Regions from separate parts of the Mus musculus genome. Here region 2 is linked to region 1. The links are chromatin contacts, called in public Hi-C maps. All regions are on one chromosome and are shown on one strand. The core of a region is the stretch at or near the end of the contact, and the rest is flanking DNA. Distances in the headings are between cores, read along the strand shown. Region 1 has its middle 51 kb from the start of Gm34486. Region 2 has its middle 69 kb from the start of Gm34544.

Region 1 (6,293 bases), core at 2,677-5,176:
TAGGCAGCATCAGGACCAACTGCCCTCCAGGACTCTCTGCTATCTTATCCCTGTATCCATGTGTTCTCCTGTTCTCTCTCACTCTCTAACACCCATTCTGATTGCTGTTGGTGACATTCTCAAATGAAACCTGCATAGGAGTTCTCGTCTCTGAGACCCAATTTAAGACCTCATCATTATCGATCAGGGAGAGAAAAAGAAAAGCCCTTAGCCACACAGGAAGAAGAAAGCTGCACTTGTCCTGCCGAGGGTCTACACTAGCCGTCTCAAACTCTGGACAAATGTCTCTAACCATCTGCATAGAATAGCAAAACAAATCCGATGGATCAAACTCTTGCCCTGTGGGTTCATGCTCACTGGGCTGATGCTCAGGCTCTGAGAGGCTGAACGGAAACCTTCTGTGCGCACGGTGTGTGTCGTTAACTCTCACTGGGTGCCGTGCTCTGTCCCCACAGACTCACACCTACATTTGTGACATTTGCTTTGCCTCTGGAGTCTGCTTACACTGTTGAATAAATACAATGTGGTGAGTTAGGTAGCTCTCAGAGAGCAGACGACAAGACGGAACAGTTCAGTTGCGCTTTCTAGCCTTATTTCATCAAAAGCAACAGACCCGGCATCTATACAAGTTTCATGAAGCTCCTGAAATACCGCCCTGCCCCAACCCCATCTGGATCTGTCTGTGTCCGGGCATCCACGTAATGGAATGTTTTCACAGCAGAGTCCTGTACGGTGTGAGCGATGTCGTCGTTGGCTGGCCTTCTCAGTGTACAGCTCTTCCACCTGGTTGCACCCAATTTCACTGATCAGCAGCTCTGGCTTAGCTACACCCCCACACATTCAATAATGCACTTGGCAGGTACAGAGAGGAGATGCGCATCCACAAAGGACCTCAGCCTCCTGGAGCGTTAGGCAAGTAGGTGCTCACTGTTTGCTCTCTTGGACCCAGCACTGAACTTGGTATGAGGAAGCTCGCCAGCCTGGAGTATTTTGGCAGCAGAGATATTTATTGTTTGAAAGGATGAGTTAGATTTTTTCCCTCTTTTTCTCCTAAATGTGGTTTCCATCAGCCGTTTTTTTTCTGATATATCGGTAGGTTGTTCATATGTGACCAGACACTAGGATGGGGAGTTGGGCTTGGTCAAGCAGAGGCAGAGACTAAATTTAAAACCTAGCAAACTTTCCCCATAGAAATATCTGCCTCACATTGTAATCGTATTTATGGCTGTGATTGTTCAGAATCTTACAGTACTTCAAGTGATTTAAATGTATAGAAAAGTTCTAAATACAGGATAGAGGTTCCCCTCTGGCCCCAGCCTATGTTTCCTAGGTGGGCAGCCTATACAACTATGGGAGCCATATGGATACTCATCAATTTCACAAATGCAGACTTTAGTCGGATCCTGTTTCCTGTGACTTCTTCCGGTCCAATTCAAGATCCCATCATGCACTTGGGAACCCTCGTTCATCAGTTCATGTGAGTTTGTCCCAACTCCCTGGGCTGGGGAGGTGGCTCAGTCAGGAAATCACCTGCCATGGAGGCATTAAGGACTTTTCTATGAATCTCTAGAACCCACAGAAAAAGCCAGGCATGGTGGTGTGTTTTGTAACCCCAGAGCTTGGGAAAGGAGGATCCCAGACGCTCATTAGTCGGTCAGACAGCCAGAGTAATTGATGGAGTTTCAGGTTCAGTGAGAGACTCTGTCTCAAAAAATACAGGTACCTGACATCAACTTCTGGTTTCCACACAGGTGCACACACATGTGTACACATACCCAAATGCACATATGCATGCACCCCTACAACCAAGTATATTTATACACATACACACACACACACACACACACACACACACACACACACCCCAGTTACTATATTCATAGATCTGTATACTTGCAGAGTGAGAGAGCCCGAGTCCCAGTCAGGGTTCTGTTGAGGATGTGCTGGGTAAATGAACACATTATTAACCTTTGTCCTTCCCTTTTTATAACCTGGGCGTACAAATTCGACCTCATCTGTGTCAAGCAAGCTACCATACTATCCTCACAGGGTAGGGTGGGGTGTGGATCAAGGGAGTTCGCATGGTAAAGCTTAAAGCATGCGATCTTAGCTCCATGCAGTTAGCCCTGAGCTGTCTTGCCGCCCCATGAAAGTACCTAGCTAGCCAATATTGGTTTCTTTGCTGCATGGCTATGGGTCACCCCTTTTAAAGTAATTATTTTCTAGAATAGATCATAGGCACTCAGTGAAGGGTACCAAAGAAGGCTCAGTGCTGTTCTCATCCCTGCTTACCTGTCTTTGGGTCCCACCACCCTGCCAAAGGCTACTGTCTTTGTTTTTTTCTTAGACACTTTCATGTAAAATTCAGTTGTTTAAATATGCTGTCCTTCTGGAACTTTTGGCAATGTAGCCACTGCTAAGGAAGAATATTACTGGGCTGGTACAGGTAGTCTTGCTCGATTTGTGTTGTGAATAATGACATTACCTGTGCATCACAGAGCAATTGTTATACACGGCAATCAGAATATCCATTCTGCTGATTTCTTTTTGGTGGTGCTGGGGTTAGACCCCAGGGCCTTGAGCATACTAGGCAAGTACTCCGCCTTAGAGCTATATCCCCAGCCTACTTTTTCTCTGCCCCCTCTTTTTTGGCAATACTGTTTCATGTAGCACAGCCTGTCTTGCCAAACCACTAGTTAAATCTAGCTTAGAACTCCTGATCATCCTATCTCAGCCCTCTGAGAGTCAGGAAGTCAGGGATGAGCCACCATACTTGTTCCATTATGCTTTAAATCTCTTCTGGTCTAACCTCATCTAATATGACGGCTTGTGGGTTAGGGACTATTAGCATCCCCACTTTACAGATAAAAACACCGAGGGCCAGAGAAGCCCCAAGGTCACCTAGGAGCATAGAAGTAAAACAGAGATCAAAACTCCTAGACTTTGGCACCCAGATGTGGTTGTTTCCAGTCCAGCGAGTGCCAACCCCGTTGTCTGTGGTTACAGTGAGGACCCCACACAGGCTCCACCTCAGTTTACCCTTCATGTCTGTATAACTTGCCAGGATCACACCTCCTATGATCTTCTCTGTTGCTGAGGCCGATCCATTAGGTCTTCACCTGCGAGTGAGACTCAAGTGCAAACAGCGCTTCCATGATTCCGAGCACCGACCAGTCTCATTGGAACGAGCAGTTGTCTTTTCTTGCTAGGAGCCTAACAGATTGACTCACAGACAGCCAGTTGTTGCAGAGTCCATTTATTGATAGGCTTGACTGATGATAGCCAAGGGCTTATTTCCTTCATAATAAAGAAACGAGGAAGCCAAGGATCTCTAAAGCATTTTCCTGTGTAGACAAGGGGGCTTTTTTAACAGTTACAATGCTGGTTAGTACAGGATTTCTTTTCTGTGACTTGCAGTAGTTCACAAGTAGTGGCCTACAAATTAAGCATTGATACAGAAGTAGAGAGGACGAACAGGGTGTTGTATGTCTTGACTCCATCTCCTGGGGACCCAGAGTTTGAATGACCCTGGCATTCCATGGCAGATGCTGCCAAACCCCAGAGCTTTTGCTCAGCCTGGAGCAGATCCACTGTGTAGGCTGGTCTGGCCTTTCATGAAAGGGCCTGGCTCAAAGAAACAAAGTATTTTAGAGTTTGCAGAAAGGAAGCTTGCCATCACAGAGCTATCTGCAGGACTCATAATGAGCCTCCTCCCTGCCGAGAGTTGTTCAAATATTGCCGGGATTCCGAGGAGCCTCAGCATGGCCTGGCAATGGTCTTCCCCACTGAGATTTTGGCGATGGATATTAGCACCATTTGGCACAGTTCAGAGAGCGGTTGGAAGAGCAGATTGCCTTGGTCTAGTGAAGGATTTTCTTTCCAACCAGTCTAGAGTGCTCTGCTCCATAGCGCTGGGTCCCATCCGTCCCTTTTCCATGACAACCTTTGAAACCCTAGAAAGCAGGCCCTGTGTCTTGTTTATCTCTTTGTTCTCAGTGCCAACCAGATTTGCTGGCACAAAGTCGACACTGAGGTAATGTTTGTTTGGAAAAAAAAAAGTGCAAACATAGTTTTCCCACGGAGGAGGCTTGAGACATCAGATTTTCTTAATCTCAATGGATTTGGCCAAGGGACTGGGCACATTTCCTGGGTTTAGACTAAATATAAAATGTAAAAATAGGAGTTTTTCTGGCTCAAAAAGCTCCTTAAGAACATCCAGGGGCCTACTTGATTTGAGATAATAATATGGTATCCTGCTGGTGGCAGTTGGAGGGGCCTTGGAGCATCTGCTCCTCTGGCAGATCCTGGGTCGGTCCTCAGAACTGGGATTCAGGGCAGATAGATAAGCTGATCACAGGCTACTTTCATCTCAGAGCCGGTGTTTTCTTTGATCTCCCCAGCTGGTTGGAGAAACTGAGACAGTGTGGCAACTTCTGAGAAACGTCTTGTTTACTCACCGAGAGATTTTGATATTCACAGTAGAGGAATAGAGGTGGGCTCTGCCACAGGCTAGGTGGGGTATTGATGTCCAATTGTAGATACAATGTCTGTTCTCAGGTCTCCTAGCCTCAGTGGTACTGCAGCGGCACACTGTCATTCCTTCCCAGAGGAGACTCCCGGTGATGGTGGGGACAGAAGCCAGGTCCCTGTCCTCATTGAGACAGTTCTGAAGGCCTGTCTACTCTGGAGCTTCCTAAAGAAACTTGTTTCTCTGTCACAAGTGTACTTCAGGTCAGAGTTATGTCTGCCCTGTCTTGCTCCACTTTCCAGGGCAGCAGCTATTCCTCTTTAAAGCAACGCTTGCCATCCTGGAGGAGTCAGGACCGCAGGGACTACTTCAGCAGGGGTGAGCAGGATGACGGCCCCCTTCCCATTTCGTGATTGATTATTCATAGACATGGTTTTGGGAGGCTCGACTGTAGACAGTCACAGCTGCTATGAGCACTCGGCTGTGCCATGCCCGGAAGCCAGCATTTCCAAGCCTCTCTCCCGATCTTTCTGTTCCCACATCGGCTCTTCTCTTTATGTGGTGGTATAGAGCGGTGGGGCTCAGCCCTCGCTTGTTTGCGGCACCTGAGCAGCTGCGTGGCCTCTTCACCCAGCATTGCGCATTGCAAAGAAAAGCTTTTCTGATTAAGGTTGTGAGCACCATTCATCTGTGGGGATGGACATTAACTATTCAGACAACATCTCGGCACCACAAGTCAGCTAAACGACAGCGTTAAGTTCACTCCTGGGGCCTCCTCGGCGATAGGCTTTTGATAAGGTTGATTTCACAGATTTCTATCACATCATAAAATCTGTCTTCCTTATCTTCCATTTTTCTGGCTACCAAGCTGATTTGGTTTCCGACCCTCCCCGCCACCTTGTGAGCTCTGTGATGGCTTTACTTTGAAATATGGCGTCTATTGCCTTCAAGTACCAACCAAAAAACTGGATGGTTATTCAGTGTGGTAAAGGTGGACCTCGGATTGGCATGCGTTAACCTTTCTAAATATAGAACATTTACAGATCAAGAAACAAAGCCTAAGGAAGTTATGCTTGCCAGATGCACTCAGGCAGCGAGTGGCAGAGAGCTACACCAGGCAATTTGGATGTGCAGCCTGTGCTGTTATGTTAAGTACTGACTGCTCTGTCACCCTTTGCAAATGAGCAGGCACCCTTGAGCAATGTGGAGTCCAGCAGGGGAGGGGGAGGGGGAGAAGCTAATTAAGTAACTGAAAGGTGAGATAAGAAGACATGCATATCAAGAGAAGCCTACATTGAATAAAAAGAGAAAAATACTACATGAGCTCTGGGGACTAAAAGACGCTGTCATGAAGAAACACATTTTGGAGATTGGATAGGAAGCTGGGCGACTCTGGCTTGTCTATAACATCGACGACACGCTGGAGGCCGAGGCAGGAGGATTTAGAGTTTGGTTCTAGCTACGTAATGAGACTCTGGGCTACATAGTGAGACTGTGTCTCAGAAATGAAACTAAACCAAACAGGGAGAGAATGGCAGGAGAAGATCCCTGGCTATGGCATGCAGATGGCATTGGGTGGGAGCTTGGGTGTCTCTGTGGACCCAGTGGGAGAGATGGGGGGGGGTGTTGGGGTTGGGGTGGCGGGGAGCAGGGGCGGTGGGTGATGGGAACGGGGAGGTGTCAGCTTTACTGTGATCTTGGGTGTCAGGACGACCATTCTCTCTCACTTGAAGGGTCACGGGAGGGGCGGTTAGTGATGGGGACAGGGTTCAGAAGAGACATAGTTGATACTGTAGAGACAGTGATAGCGTCAGGCTGCCAGAAA
Region 2 (6,293 bases), core at 2,803-5,302, 260 kb after region 1:
TGCCTCATTTTTACAAGATGAAACTAGAGTGCTAGATAAAGACATGTTGGAGACAGTGTCAGAAATGCAGCAGATGTGGGCTGCATGCTGTAAAAGGGCAAGGATGATAGGCAAGGAGATGAAATGTTTGCCTTCTCCAATATCTTCTTTTCAGTATGAGATAGTGAAGGTTCTCATGGAAGTTCACGGTGCTGCATAACAGTGGCAAAAGAATTTGATCTTAAACACGAGTGTTGAATACAAAACCATATTTAAAAGATGTATGAAATATTATTAAATCATATTATTAAATATGATTTCCCATTGGCTTGGTTATTTAGGTTGGCTGCCATGATTAAATAAATATACTATTGATGTTTGAAGTCATTGTAGCATGAGCAAATTTTCAAAGTACTGTTTGGAAAGTATATTATGCTTCTAAGAATGCTGGATTGATAATTTCTAAGGCTTAAAAATTAAGGAAGATTAAGTTATTAATTATATTATTATAATTTATTTGTTAATGAATATTTATTCATTCATTCACTCGAACTCATTCAGTGTTATTTTAAGTGACTTGATGTATGCCACTGTAGGTGACATAGATGACTAAGAAATCATCTATGTGCTTTAGACATTTATGACTTCCTAAGTCTAAATGAAATTCATGTTGGGAACTGGTGCCTTGGTGGGTGACTTGCTCTGAAAGTCAGTCCTTGCTATCAGGAAAAGAAGGAACTGTTGAACTGAGTCTTGAAGGATAGGTAGTAACAATGAAATCTTTGGGTAAGAGCTAGTGCTAGAATGCTGACAACTTAAAGCTAGCTATAGTAAGAAGTGGAGAAGGGGGGCTGAGATGACCACGTTGGTGTCAAAGTGCTTGACTTACAAGTACAGATACTTAAGTTCAACTCCTAGAACCATTGTTAAAACACTGGTCCAGCTTGAGATCCATGCCATGAGTGGGAGCCCACTTCTGACACTATTGATGATATTCTACTCTACTTGCAGATAGGAGCCTAGCATAAATCTCATCAGAGGTGCTTCACCAGCAATTGTTGGAAGCTGATACAGAGACCATCAGCCAAATATTGAGTGGAGCTTGGGGCGTCCTATGGAAGGGTGTGGGAGAGAAGAATTGCAGGAGCCAAAGTGGTCAAGGATACCACAAGAAAACCTTACAGAGTCAACTAACCTAGCCCCATAGGGGCTCACAGAGACTGAACTGCCAACCAGAGAGCATGTGTGGAATGTACCCAGGCCCTCTGTACATAAGTAACAGTTTTGCAGCTGGGTCTTCATGTGGGACTCTCAAAGCAGGAGCAGAGTCTGACTACACCTGCCTTTGGATCCCTTTCCCCTAACTGGGCTGCCATGTCTAGCCACAATGGAGGAGGATGGGCCCAGTCTTGCTGTGGCTTTATTTGCCCTAGCCTGGTTGATATACATGGGAGGCCTCTCTTTTTCTGGGGAGAATTGAGGAGGGATGGATGAGGAGAGGGAGGTGGGGTGAGAGGGAGGGACTGGAATAATTAGGGGAAAGGGAAGATATAATCTTGATGTAAAGTTAATAACTATGTTTATTTAATAGAATAATAAACAAACAAACAAAAAACCTGGACTTGTGGTTCTGTCTTGGACTCCCTGTTGACTGTTGGTCAGGCAACATAGTCTACTCAGTGAGTTCCAGAGTAGTGTTGGGATAGACAGAGAATGAAGGGCCTGAGCAATGACATGCAAAGTTATCCTCTGGACACAACACACATGTATATACACATGTGTATATATGTGTGTGTGTGTGTTTGTGTGTGTGAGAGAGAGAGAGAGACAGACAGACAGACAGACAGACAGAGACAGAGACAGGGAGAAAGACAGAGAGACAGAGAGATAGATATAGTGTACGGGTCTGAAAAATTACTGAAGGAAGACCCCAGACTCAGTATGCAAAAATAAAGAGGGTTTATTCTGCAGAAACAACCAGCATCTTCTAAAATGGCAACCTCAGACAAAGGCATACAGGCCTTCTTATTGGGAACTGGGGGAACTGTCTAGAAGAATTAGGTCATCTAAGTTTTCATTGGTGGGTTTTAGGGGCTCCCAGGTGATCAGTGGTCTGCATTCCTATGTAATGAACGCTCAACCATGTGATGAGATAGGGCTGCCCAGTGCAGATGGCCCATTCTGAGATGAGACATTTCTCCATTTTTTTTTTGTGGTTATCCCCAGGCTATTCTTTGGGAGGGGGTTTTATGATATTGCTTAGGATTTTATGGTCTGTCCCTAGAACTGATGTCTTATGACTTAGTTTCTGGGACTTAAGGTCTGTTCCTAAAGCTGGTGCCTTTTTTTTTAAATCAGGTCCTTAAATGGAGACAAATGGGGTTTATGCAGCCCTTTCAGTAGATAGATGGATAGATAGATAAATAGATATAGAGAGGCTAGTAAAGCAAAGGAAGAAAGGAGAAAAGTGAGAAGGAAAGATGGAAGTGAAGCCTGAATGGTACCCAGCATCAACTGTTTTCTATCTTGTCCAGTGATGGCTCATGGTGCCATATGATGTCAGTGAGCTCACAGGTGATGACTGGCAGTTGCTACTTATGAATAACCCTCCCCCGCATCTCTCTACTCTGCTTCTCCTCTTTTAAAAAAGATTAATTTATTTTATTTATATGACTACATGATAGGTGTCTTCAGACACACCAGAAGAGGGCATCAGATCCCAGTTACAGATGATTGTGAGCCACCACGCAATGGCTAGGAATTGAACTCAGGTCCTCTAAAAGAGCGGCCAGTGCTCTTAACCACTGAACCACCTCTCCATCCCTGCTTCTGCTTTTGAACACAACAAAAAATTAAATTCTCAAAGTCAGGCTACACCTATGTTCTTTCTCTTTGGGAGGAAATGCGTACCTTTCCTCCTTGTCACTTAGCTCCGCTGAGTCAGGAGTTCTTCATTTAGTGACTGCAGGTCAATGGACAAGGCTTGAAGCATCCTTGACTCTGTCACGCAGCAGACAGGAGGCAGAAATACCTCAGGATGAGCATGGCACCAGCAAGGTCTCAACAGCTTGCCTCTCTTCACTGGCTGCCAAGTCGCCTTCTGGTTGAATGATCAACTTGGAGACCTGGGTAGAGCCATTATCCTTAGTAGCTTTCTTCCCTTCCTTTCTGTCAGCCCATTATCATTAGAAGAGGCAATCAATCCTGACAGGAATGCTGAGATGGGCATTCTGGCACTAGGAAATAATAGTTGCAGACACCATGCTGGGGCAGGTGCCAGGGAAACAACTTACCCTCTGAGGGGAACTTCTGTAGGATAACGGAACCTCCCAAATCACCCTGACTAAGTAGGAATTATGTATGTGACTATCATAAGAGAAGATGGGCATTTCCCTTTAGCATCTCATGTCTTTTTCTACACATTTACTGTATCACTATGTAAGTGTGTCATTTGTGACAGATTGTATTTCTGAATCATAAGCAAGGATTTAAGCTTTCTTTTTCATGCAAATCCATTTGTATCTTGTTCACTAACTTGACTTCTATCTTTTTAAAGGCAAGCTTAAATGCATTCTGGGAAGTGTATGAACAAATGAGCAAACAGGGAAAGAAGTCAATTTGCTGAGAATGTTAAATATGGTCAGTGACCAGATACTTATTATGGCACTGAGATTTAGGAAGACCAGAAAACAGTTTGATCCACCCATTCCATTCATATGCGAGTAAGAAAGATGTTCTAAGGGAGAGTCATTCTGGGAGTCTGGAGGGCACCTGGCCAGCTGACACCCAACCAGTTTAGCCGCTCTGTCCTGCTTCAGATAGGGCATGCAATGGTTAATGCTCAGTAGCTGCTCCTCCCCCTGCCCCCACCCTTTTTTTTTTTTTTTCTGAAGGAAAGAATCACCTTCAAGGTTCATTATCCTCATTACAGCATGGTCAATACCTACAGATCAAGGGCTTCCTACAAGCAACTTTTATTAGAAAAGAAAAAGTGCTTCTACACAGCCCTGGAGCCAAGCGGGTCCCCCACAGAGCTGCGAATGATCTGAGGGGACACTTGATTCTGTGCTCCTACCAGAACTGACCTCAACTGTTTCAGCTCTAGTCCCTGATGCCAGACCTTTCCTCTGCAGCTCTAGAGGCTGCATGTGCCCCCAGGATAGCTGTGCAAATGTACTTAGAACATTGTGAGAGTGTTTTGTGATTTTTCTTTTTAAAATATAACTCAATAGTGTGGTTTAGTGTGACCTTTGTAGACGACATTGCTTTCGTTGCAGTGTCAAAAGTTTGGACATGTTTACTTGATCCTATGCACAGCTTCCCTTCTTCTTTGGAATTCAAAGCCTAGATCTTTCTGACTAACTAGCTGTCTTTCTACCCCCCTGCCTCTTGTGGTGGAGACAAAGGGGAGGAGGGGCTGGGCTTCAAATGCTGATTTTAGTATTTAGTCCAGTTCTCTAGGCTGGTCTTCACTACTTTGTGTTTCATTCTCATTAAATCAAGAGTGAAACTACATCGAAAGATTGCTTAAGAAGTAGATAAAATGGAGACTGGAGAGATGGCTCTTTACGCTGCTAAGAGCACTGGCTGCTCTTCCAGAGGTCGGAGTTTGATTCCCAGTAATCTCATGGTGGCTCACAACTATCTATGATGGGGTGTGATGCCCTCTTCTGACACACAGGTGTACATGCAGATAGAACACTCATACATAAATAAAAATAAATCTAGAAAAAGTAGATAAATTTGTAGATGGTCTAAAATAGGTTGTAATTCTCTTAAAGTTCTAGATATATGAGAACAGTAGTTGAAATTTCCTCATATGAAAAAGGGTTCTTTTTTCACTTTCAGGGTGTATAATTATTATTTCATAATTAAAAAACACACAGCTTGGTTGGACACTTGCTAATGAGCAAATATGCTTGAAATGTATGTGTAGAATTCACACCCTGCTTCACATCCATTTAAGTAATAACTCTAGGCTTTGTGGAATGCCCAAGTTTATTCTTGTAGAATAAACTTGTCAACATGAGGTTTAAAACATCCTCTAAGAAGATTTGAACATGTCCTTCCTAGTAGTTGTTACAAGTACACAACGAAGTAAAAGACCTCATGTTAAGGGAACATTGTCACACTTCAGTTTTTGTTGTCTAAGGTAGAAACAGTCTGCATTTCATGGCCTGAACAACATCTTCAGACATCTTCAGATGTTAAATACTGAAAATCTGTAATAAGGAAATAATAATAACAACAATATACTACTACTACTACTACTACTACTACTACTACTACTACTACTACTACTACTAAACATAAGACTATGTCCTGTGGATAAAAGGGAATGTGAGTTGGTCAGAATAATGAAACTCTTAAGAAGATAAATTTGGGTCAATTTAAAGTCACTTGGTCCTCACAAAGGTTTGTTTGGAATCTAATCTAGCTCTGCCTAGACCTGCTGTAGATCCAGGGCTATGACTCTTGATCAAGTGATTTAAGAGCAGATGGGCCGCTCAGATGAGCTTCAGGATTTATTATCCAAAGAGAGGTCTGAGACTAATGGGAGAGAGATAGGCATTGCACTCATCTATCACCTTCCTTCACCCGGGGAATTAGAGTCATAAATGTGCATGTCATAGTGTCTCAGAAAGAACACCATGTCCCCAGTTTGTTGAGTCTGGGGGGACAATGGCCTGGGCTCAGGTCTCACTAATCACCACGAATCAGTGATTTTAAGTAGATTTTTTAGTTTTAGTTCCTGTCATTTCTCCAACAATCTATTTATTGGTATGGGTTGAACCTTGCCTCCCCCTTATTCATTCTTACATTAAACTAATCCCCACCATCCCAGATCAAAATTTGCAGGGTCTTTACAGACATGATCAAGTCAAGGTGAAGCTATTAAGGAAGAGCCTTAAGTTGGGGGAGAGACATGCCTTCAGAGGGCAAGGAATCTAGCCAGCCAGACAAGGGGAGAGACTGGAGCAGATCTGTCAATCAGCTCTCAAACCAATGTAGCCAGCACTCAGACCAGACATCATCTATAGACTATGAGTCCATCCGTGTCTGTCAGTTACGCTACTTTGTTTCTGGCTTCTCTAGGGAAGCCAGCTGGACTTGAAAGTATTACCTGTTTTCTTTTAAGGCTTACTTGTCTCCATGATAAGGTGGGGAGCTTTGAGCTGAGAATTTGGAGTAATCTGTGAGTTCTTAGATTTACGATGAGCTTTGAGCAAGTTGTCTCCCATGTCTGAATGAATGTCACTATCATGACCCTCAAGCTTGGTGCTGGAACTGAGTTAAAGGTGTGTAAAGCTTGT

What was found. A called contact is a pair of places that touch in the nucleus more often than the background predicts.
Region 2: a contact with region 1 is called in a Hi-C map of cerebellum, with 2.0 times the contacts expected there. The contact joins two enhancer-like sites. A contact is called at or near these places in 5 of 484 Hi-C or Micro-C datasets (cerebellar granule neurons, cerebellum and embryonic stem cells), 3 of 115 datasets of contacts at active chromatin or transcription factors (a beta-TC-6 cell line and embryonic stem cells) and 1 of 9 other capture datasets (embryonic stem cells).

What each region holds. Positions count from the first base shown.
Region 1 is chr10:71,473,060-71,479,352 of GRCm38.p6, forward strand. No RefSeq gene overlaps it. Among named protein-coding and RNA genes, the nearest start is that of Gm34486, 51 kb to the right of the region's middle. Within about 2 kb of position 3,927, at least 17 of the 459 cell types and tissues checked have an H3K27ac peak or open chromatin away from gene starts, as enhancers often do. A contact at or near this core is called in cerebellum, where this site is marked.
Region 2 is chr10:71,730,924-71,737,216 of GRCm38.p6, forward strand. No RefSeq gene overlaps it. Among named protein-coding and RNA genes, the nearest start is that of Gm34544, 69 kb to the left of the region's middle. Within about 2 kb of position 4,053, at least 4 of the 459 cell types and tissues checked have an H3K27ac peak or open chromatin away from gene starts, as enhancers often do. A contact at or near this core is called in cerebellum, where this site is marked.